Linked DNA regions of Oryctolagus cuniculus: region 2 is linked to region 1. A link is a contact called in public Micro-C data. All regions are on one chromosome and are shown on one strand. Each heading gives the region's core, a stretch centred on a gene start, on an enhancer-like site or on the middle of the called end of the contact. The rest is flanking DNA. Distances are from core to core; before and after follow the strand shown.

Region 1 (4,515 bases), core at 959-3,458:
TTCTGCCTACAGTAAAATCATAGAACGCCCGGAAAATCCTTGAACTAGCCCTGAAATGGAAAGTCTTCGGCAACATTAGCCAGCCCCAAGCCACCGCTCCGCCCTGAGGCGTACATCTGTGTAACTGCGGGAACCGGCAAGTCTTCAGGTGAGAGGGAAAGGGGAACAGGAGCGGCGCTGGGAAAGCCGAGCGGAGCGCAGGTCTTCATCCTGGACTCCCCGACCTGCGCCTTTTCACCCCTTCCTGCTTGGCAGACCCTGTCATGAGGCCTCCAGTTTCCTCCTGCTCTCAAATATGCTTAGCCTCTTCCTCCCCATTTCCTGTTCTTTTAGCAGGTAAAGTGAAGGCCGATTTTTGAATGAATAGGAGTGGGTAGATAGGGGGTGTTGAAGAGTATTCCTACCTGGTTATACAACCAGGTTATAAAAGTGCATTTCATTAGTGTAGAATGCAAACCGCAGACAATTTTCCAGATGCCTCAAGGGGTTTTTGTTGTTTTCAATTGCAAGGAATTGTGGCAATCAGCTAAAAAATGTACTACTATCCTGGGTTACTTAATGGTACACAGATATGTTTTTTAAAAAATTGTTTTTGTTTTTTATACATGCTATAAAATTAAATTTGTTTCAAGCGCAGAATTACACTATTTTTAGTGCACCAGGAGTTGTGAAACCACTACCACAGTCCAATGTTAGCACACTGCTAATGCTAGAAACAGATCTCTTGGGCCCCTTCAGTCATGCCCCCACTCCTACCCTGGCTCTGTAACTGATAGTCTGTATAGAGTTGCCTTTTTCCAGACATTTCATATAAACGGAATCATACAATTCATGCTCTTTGGAATCTGGCTTCTTCCCTTAGCTTACAAGTATTTGTTTTGAGATTCATTTATTTATTTGAAAGGCAGCTACAGAGAGGGACACACACACACAGGGCAGGAGTGCTTCCATCTGCTGGTTCACTCCTCAAATGGCCACAGGAGCCTCCGCGTGGATGGCAGGGGCCCAAGCACTTGAGCCATCTTCCATTGCTTTCCCAGGCACATTAACAGGGAGCTGGATCAGAAGAGCAGTTGGGAGTGGAACCAGCACTCATATGGGATGTCAGCGCAGCAGTGCCCGCCTCAGCTTTCTGTATGTGAGGTTCCTCTCTGTTGCACCATCTACAAAGACTTTGCTCCTTTTTGGTGAATAGTAGTCTACTGCATAAATACACATTTTGTTTATCTACTCCGCAGTTCCTAGACATTTGAATTGTTTCCACTTTGTGACTCTTAGAAAATGTATGTGCAAGTTGTTTTGTGAATGTATTTTCAACTCTCTGGGGTCTATATCTAGATGTGCAATTGTTGGGTCATATGGGACTTTTGTGTATAGTTTTTAAATAATCTGACAAATTTTCTTAAGTGGCTTCACCATTTTACATTGTCACAGTGTATGAGGGTTCTAATTTCTCATCTCTTCACCAACACTTATTGTCTTTTTTAACACAGCCCTTGCAGTGGGCGTGAAGAGCTTTCCCATGGTTGTTTTTAATTTGCATTTCCCTAGTGACTAATGTTGAATATCTTTTTATGTAAATATTGATCATTTAAATAAGTTCTTTGGTAAAATGTCCTTTTCCTCATTTCTATTGGATTATTAGTCTTCGCATTCAGTAGTAGGAATTCTTTATACACATATAAATTCTTTATATACATATATTCCTATATATGATTTGCAAATCTTTCCTCCCAAGTATATTTTTGGACACAGGCTTTCTGAAGATCACATCTTTATTTCAAAGAGAATTTTTCTTGTGGAACATTACCAGGCTAGTCATAACAGACTGTGTTTCAAAAAACAAGTACTTTTAAAAAAATTCTGCCTTTTAACTTTCATTTTAGAATACTACTTGGAAGATGTAGATAAACACAAAATAGAATATTAAAATTCCAGAAAAATCTCCTGCTAAATTTTGCCAATTTTTTTTTTGGGTTACATGACCATATTTAAAACTTTTCAATGGGTCCATTTAAATAATAGAAATCTCTTAGTATTTGTTATTGGCTGGCAAGGCCTAAGATACAAATCTCTTAACAAGTAGAAATCCAATTACTAAAACCACGGTTGGCTGTGCCAGGAGCGAGTGAAGAAGCAGCGTTTGGTCTTCAGGGCAGGCGATGGCTGGGTACTGGAATTGGTACTAAGGAGGGGTGCGTCCCAAAGGGGGCGCCCTGGAAGACGCCCCACGGGGTGCAGAGCCGAGTACACTTTTCGAAGCAGTCCCCGTTCTGCAGGGATCCCGGCGATTCCAGTCCCCCGAGGCCCGGCGGTGGCCTCTCCTCTCACCGCCCACCCCGGGTCGCCCGGCGCAGGGCTCCGCAGGGCGGGACGCGGATCCGCCGACAGCCCTCCGGCTGCAACCCTCCGTGGAGCGGTGAGGGCACCTCTGTTTCCTCCCACCCCGTGACCTGCTCGACGTGAAACGGCCCGAGTTTTATTTTTACTTGCTGCGGCAGCATCTTTTGTCCGTACGCAGGTTCAAAGGGGGGGCGGGGAGAGAGACCGCTCGGCCGGGACGAACCCCACGCAGCCCCAGCCACCTGAGGGTCGGGCTGCGGGCGGCAGCCACGCCGAGACGCCAGAACCTCCCAGGCCCGGAGGGAAGCGCGGCGGCCCCGAGGTGGGCTCGCCGCAGGGGAGGGGGCCGGCGCATCCGGGTGAGCGCGCGGCGCCCCCGCCGTGCCCGAGCAGCCTCCCCAGCGCAGCCGCACGGGCCGCCGCGCCGAGCACGCGGCGCGCTGTGTGGACCGCGCCTGAGCGGCCTGCGGGGCGGCCCTGTGGCCCCGGCACGCCGCGCTGAGGCGGCCCAGAGCTAGCGGCAGCGGCGGCGGCGGCATGCCGGGCGGCCCAGACTAGCGCGCCGAGCCCGCGAGGCCCGGCGCGGAGGCGGGAGCGGGCGCGGCGGAGGCGGGGCCCGCGGCGGGCCCGCCCGCCCGCCGGGGGAGCCGCCGGCAGTGGCCGAGGAGGCGGCGCGGCGGACGGCGGCCCGAGAGTAGCGCCCGCGCTGCGGCCCGCGGGACCGCGCCGCGACCGCCCGGGCCGGCCCCGAGGAGCGCTCGCCGCCGCCGCCGCTGCCGCCGCCGCCGCCGCAGCCGCGCGCGAAGCGAGGTGAGTGTCCGCCTGCTCCCGGGCCGTCCCGGAGCCGCGGCTTGCGCGGGGCCGGAGGAGGAGGTGGAGGCGGCGAAGGCGAAGGAGGCCCGACCGCGTCCGCGTCCCCGGTCCCTTTGTGGCCGGCGCTGCCGGGGGCCGGGGCGCGAGCGCGCTCGGCGCGGGGTCCGGGTCGGGGACTCCGGGGCCGCTGGACACGCGGCGTCTGTGGTTGGCAGCTGCGGCGAGCAGCGAGTTTCCGTCCTAGTTTGACATTGAGTTAGAACCGTTTTTCTTTAGAAGACGGAAGTTTGTTTTATTGACAAAAATATCGCTAAATATGGCTTCTTGGTTCGGCCGTGTGTGGTACTTGGAGCCGCGGTGCCAGCCCGACCCTCGGCGGTCGGCGCGCCGGGGGAGGGGAGGACTCGCCGGCTGCCGAGGGAGGGGGCTTCCCGGGCGCTGCCCCCGACGGGGACCCGGCCCTGAATGAGCAAAGGTGTGTGGCTGGGAAGTAGCGGACTTGAGATCCTGTGGCAGCCCTACCTGGAAGAATGAATGAATGAAAATGTCATTTCCTCACCCTAGACTCCTACTTAAATATTCAAATTGTGACCATTTGCATCGTCATTGCCTGTCTCACCTGGCTACCTTTCTAAGTGAGGGTCCTGTCCCCCTTCCCCTCCAGTTTATGACCTTGGCCTAATTCTCACTGAGCAACCAACCCTTAAACCAAACTCGGTTATTATTATTATTTTTTTGCAAGTGTGGGCAATAGAGTAGCTTTTGTGATTGTGAACTGTTGCTGGCGGGCAGAGAATGTCACCTTAATCATACCTTGTGTGTAGCACACTGCTATATAATCCTGTCCAGAACCCTGGGAGCTAGGAGGTCTCGTCCTCATTTCACAGATGAAGAAGTTGCCCTGAGAAGTTCTAACTTTCTAGATCACTGGCTAAGCGGCCCAATTGGGATTCCGCCGTGGACCCTGTTAGTCTAGTGCCCTTTACCTCACATCTCTGTCTACCCCGGGACTGACCAGTGTGGTAACCGCAAACCACATGTGGCTATTTAAATTAAATTTTAAAAAATCAACTCTTCAGTCACACCAGCCGCAGTTCTAAGTGTTCAGCAGCCAAATACGTTGAGTGGTTACAGTTGAACAGAGGTGATCTGTGCCATACGTCCATTTATCCGTTAGATAACCTTTGAATGTTCTGTCAATAAGGCACAATTTTCAGTCCTGGATGAACTGTGATGCGGAAAAGAGACAAAATATCTTTGCCTTCATGGAGTTTGCATGTTACATGTTAGTTTGAGGACGTTTCCGTGGTACATCAGAGCCTTGCTGTTCCAGGTGTGGTTCATGGACCAGCAATATCC
Region 2 (4,515 bases), core at 1,196-3,695, 160 kb before region 1:
GGAGGGGGATAATTTTTGGAAGACGGTAAAGAAGAACTAAATGAATGAGAGATATTCCAAGTTCATGGACTGGATAACTGGATGTAAAAATGATAGTTCTGTAGAGTTAATGCAATAAAAATTAATATACTTTTTTGTGGTGGAATGAGAAGGCCATGCCAAGGTGGCCACTGGCAAGTGAGTGTCAGTTACTCAGGAATGGCTTTGAAACCCACCTGGCAATGGAGCCTGCCTGGCAACAGGCTGTGATTGGTTGGGGCATAGACCACCCCTTGACCAGATTGGCTGGTCTTGGCTATATAAGATGTTGTTCCAACTGTAATAAACGAGTCTGCGGGCTGCTCACCTCAAGCCTACTTTCACCCGACTCCCGACTCCCGGGGTCTGTGTGGTGACTCCACGCCTCTTGCCCCCACCACGCTGCTCCTCTCAGAAACGAATCCACTGCAACATTGTTGAGAAATCAATGGCAACACTTTTTTGTGGAAACTAAAAAACTGGTATTAACATTTGTATGGAAATGTTAAAGACACTCTTGAAAGAGAATAGAGTGATAAGACTTGTTCTATAATCTATAATGTGTTATTTAAAAGTTGCTTAACTGGGGCTAGCATTGTGGCCTAGCGGGTTAAGCCGCTGCACCTGGGAAAGCAGTGGAAGCTGACCCAAGTGCTTGGGGTCTTGTGCACCCACAGAAGATGAGCCAAGTGCTTGGGGTCTTGTGCACCCATACGGGAGGCCCAGAAGCAGCTCTGGGCTCCTGGCTTCAGCTGGCCATTTGGGGAGTGAGCCAGCAGATGGAAGATCTCTCCCTCTCTGTAACTCTGCCTCTCAAATAAATACCAAAAAATAAATAAATCTAAAAGTTGCTTAACTAAAATAGTGTGGTATCAATGTAAAGATAAGTAAGCAGATCAATCAATGAAAGAGATTACAGCTCCAGGGATAGATTCACAGAAACCTGGATTCTTGAAATGTGACACAATTAGCGCTGCAGAATGGTAGAAGATGGGAAGATGGTCTTTTCAACAAATGATGCTAGATCAATTAAGTATCCATATATAAAAAATAAATAAATAAAATTTGACCCCTGCCCCCCACACCATACACAAAAGTAATTTCCATATACATCATAGACCTAATTATGAAAAGCAAAACAATTAAGGATTTCTAGGCCGGTGTTGTGGCATAGGGGGTTAAGCCACCACTTGCAATGCTGGCATCCTATATCAGAGAGCTAGTGGAGTTCTGGCTGCTCCGCTTCCAATCCAGCCTCCTACAAATATGCCTGGGAAGGCAGCAGAAGATGGCCAATCAGTCACGTGGGAGACCCAGATGGAGTTCATGGCTCCTGGCTTCAGCCTGACCTACCCCAGGCTACTGTGGCCATTTGTGGGGAGTGAACCATCCGATGGAAGATATCACTCTGTGTCATTCTGTCTTTCAAACCTTTTTTTAAAAAAGTAAGGAATAAAATGTAGGTCAGTATCTTCAGAATATTGGAAGAGGGGACATGTTTAGAATAGGATATTAACACTTTTAACCACAAATAGACAGCCTGATAAATCTGACATTAAAATTCAGAACATCTGTTCACTAAAAGAATGAAAGGCAAGCAAGTGTGTGTTCCCAGGATGACAGCTATGTCGTAAATGGGAAGGTGCACAGTCTCAATTTGACCAGTAGCACCAAGAACAGCTTCAATAATATTTAAAATTGTAATTGTTTGAGAATTTAGATTTGTTTAACAATAGTCAGAGGGCCTTACATCTTCAGCAGAGAATGTAGGCAGTAATTTTGGTAAGTACCTAGAAGCCTAAGCAAAAAATCAGACAATGTCATGATTTCCCAGGAGCAAAACCACAGAAGGATATTACCAGAAAGAAAATATAATTATAAAAATGGCCTGGGCCATTTGTGAGAAATATTTACAAAGCATAATATGGTCATTATAAGGATATTTAGAGGAGGAGGCGGCAAGGACAAAGCTAAATCTCACTCATCCTCCAAGGTAGCAAAACACGGGCAGTGCTGCTCTTTCTCCTGTTCTCCAGAAGAGGGCGCAAAGGGAACGGGATTGTCAACTTGATTTTTCAGCACTGGCTTCCTGCAGACTACCCCTCACTTTCGTTTTGGGAGAGATGACAAACTGTCAACACCTAAGTGTTGGGCTCAAAAAGCGTTACCCCACAAAGTGACACTGACACGCTGAGGACTTTGAACTAAAGGATAATGGAAGCCCTCAGAAGCAAAGTGTTTACCTGACTCTCGCCCACTCTGCTGCAGACACCAGACCACGGGAACCAGAACCCCTTTTCCTCCCGCAAGCCCAGGAAAGTCCTCTCTCCCTTCTGCGACGTCTCTCGAAGATGCCCATTCCAGAGGGATCCTGGCCCACACCTGGAAGAGAGGAATGTTACACAGAGAGGGCAAGAAGAATCTGGACAGACAGGCCTGGCCGGCCCTTCCCTCCCCTCAGCCTGTTCATGGGTCATACCCTTCTGTCTAATCACATGTGACCTGGCCGTCCATTCATCACTGACTCTAAGCATAAAGTAGTTTCCCTAGGTCTTTGGGTCTTCGTTTCTGAAGGCTCCCGTTTCACAGAGAACTTGTGAAGCTCTTCCCTTGTTAACCTGTTGTTAGAGGAGTGCTGGCTGTCGCCTTTATGACCACTAAGGCAACACATCCCACCCTTTCTGCCCGACATAAACAGCCTTCTTTGAGGGCCAGGGCACCACACAGGGGTGTCCAGGTGAAAGACACAACTAAACCCCCCACAAGCTTGTGGGGCCACCTTTGGAGGCCATCCTAGGGGTTCAAGGAGTCCTGGGCACATAATGAGTTGGGGGTGTCCCTGGGAGAGGTTGGAGTGGGGAGGGGAGACTCGAGAGGGGATATGCACCTGGCAGCAAGAGCCATGACGCATCTGCATGAGGCAGGGGGCATAGACCACACACGGGGAAATCAGTCAATCAAACCACACCAGTGACCCAGGAGGATTATGGGAATACAGGAAGTAGCACACTAGATCTGTTGGGGGGGAGTGGTAAAGAGCCAAGGCTCTGCCCCCCCAAACACTGGGCAGATTCTGAGTTCTCTTCAATCTTCTTTAATTTCCGGAAGATCCCTTTTGAATTCACCTCCCACTTTACCACTTTCTGTTCTGCCTCTCTCCTCCCTTGCAGCCTGCTCTGTTCCCTCCCACCCTGTGACCACCTCCCCCCCACCCCACCCCCCAGGCTTCTCCTTGCCCCCTTCCCTTTTAGCAATTGGTGTTTTCTTTCAGGCTTCTCTCCCTTATCTGGGGCTTGTTCTTAAACACAAGGCCCAGGCTGCTCGGGCCCAGGAACCCTAAGCTCTTCTACTCAACCTCTCTCCTGGTCTCAGCTGTCTCTTCCCTGGAGCTTCCTGGTCCCCAGGCCTCTTTTCCTCTCCTGAACACATTCCCGTCCCAGCCCAGGGTGGCAGCTGTCAGGAAAGAAGAGACGGAGTATGCAGCCACAGCCAGACCAGGGTTATTGGGAAGAATAATTCTTTATTCTGGGAGAGGGCTTCCTCCTCTCTTTGTGTCTCCTCTGGCACTGCCAGCCTCAGCCCAGCCGCAGAAATACCTCAGTAAACAGTCCTTTCCCCCAAATCCCCCAGACTGAGCCGACTGATGGGCACGGAGGCCTTACCACCCAGACTGTCAGGCCCAGACACACGGGGTACACCTGCCAAGCCAGAGGCCTCCTTACCACCTCTGCTCAAGGTGGCTTTCAAGGTATTAATATGGACTGGAGGTCAGCACACTGGTTGCTGTGACAAGCCACCTGGTGTACACAGATGCGGTCATTTGTATTCTGAAGCAAAATCTAGGGAGCAGCCTTTCTGGGCCCGAGGGGAGGGCCAACCCTTCACCGATGCATTAAGTTGATCAGCTTGCTCATTCCCCTCTAGGACTTTTCTGTCTTCTAGCGTTTTGCTGTCTTCCTGCTTTGGAAAATTGGCAGCCGTGAAGCAGTCCACTTCCTCGTGCATCCCCTCGGGCTGGAGAATCAAGTGGCGCGCGCTTGGCTTGATTTTGGCAGAGCGCTGGGCAGGGGCTCATTCTCCGGCAGTGCTCCGGACTGCCTGACAAAGGAGGCCTTCTGCAACTGAGCTGCGATTCTCGAGAGGCGGCTCCACAGACTCAGAAAAGGCTGCGGAGGAGCAGGGATTTCCAAGAAAGTTGCTGGGTACTGGCCCCAGCTGTGATGTGGAGGGAGGAAGCAGACGCCCTCTGGGTGGCCGTCGGCGTGGGCAACAGGAGTGTGGGAAGATTCCTTGCCCAAGGACCAGGCTTGGGTCACTTCAGTGAGAAAGTCAGCATTTTTATATTCTATCTGGGAAAGTGCAGGAAGCTCTATGAGACACCAAGGGCTGCGAGGATGATGTCTGGAGGGACCACCTGGAAAGAACTCCAGAGACTGGGGGATGCCAAAAAACAAACAAACAAACAAAAACAACCTCTCAAAAGCACCCGAGGAGGAA

Evidence for each region. A called contact is a pair of places that touch in the nucleus more often than the background predicts.
Region 2: a contact with region 1 is called in a Micro-C map of ear pinna, with 2.5 times the contacts expected there. The contact joins the enhancer-like site here to the promoter of GALNT1 in region 1. A contact is called at or near these places in 3 of 6 Hi-C or Micro-C datasets (ear pinna, psoas muscle and an unstated tissue).

The regions. Positions count from the first base shown.
Region 1 is chr10:42,053,805-42,058,319 of mOryCun1.1, reverse strand. It overlaps GALNT1 (polypeptide N-acetylgalactosaminyltransferase 1), which reads left to right and starts at 2,208. Exons shown (of 12, transcript XM_051851988.2): 1 at 2,208-2,419.
Region 2 is chr10:42,218,816-42,223,330 of mOryCun1.1, reverse strand. LOC100351413 (INO80 complex subunit C) reads right to left here. Exons shown (of 9, transcript XM_070050282.1): 5 at 2,262-2,400. Among named protein-coding and RNA genes, the nearest start is that of ZNF24, 31 kb to the left of the region's middle. Within about 2 kb of position 2,445, at least 3 of the 8 cell types and tissues checked have an H3K27ac peak or open chromatin away from gene starts, as enhancers often do. A contact at or near this core is called in ear pinna, where this site is marked.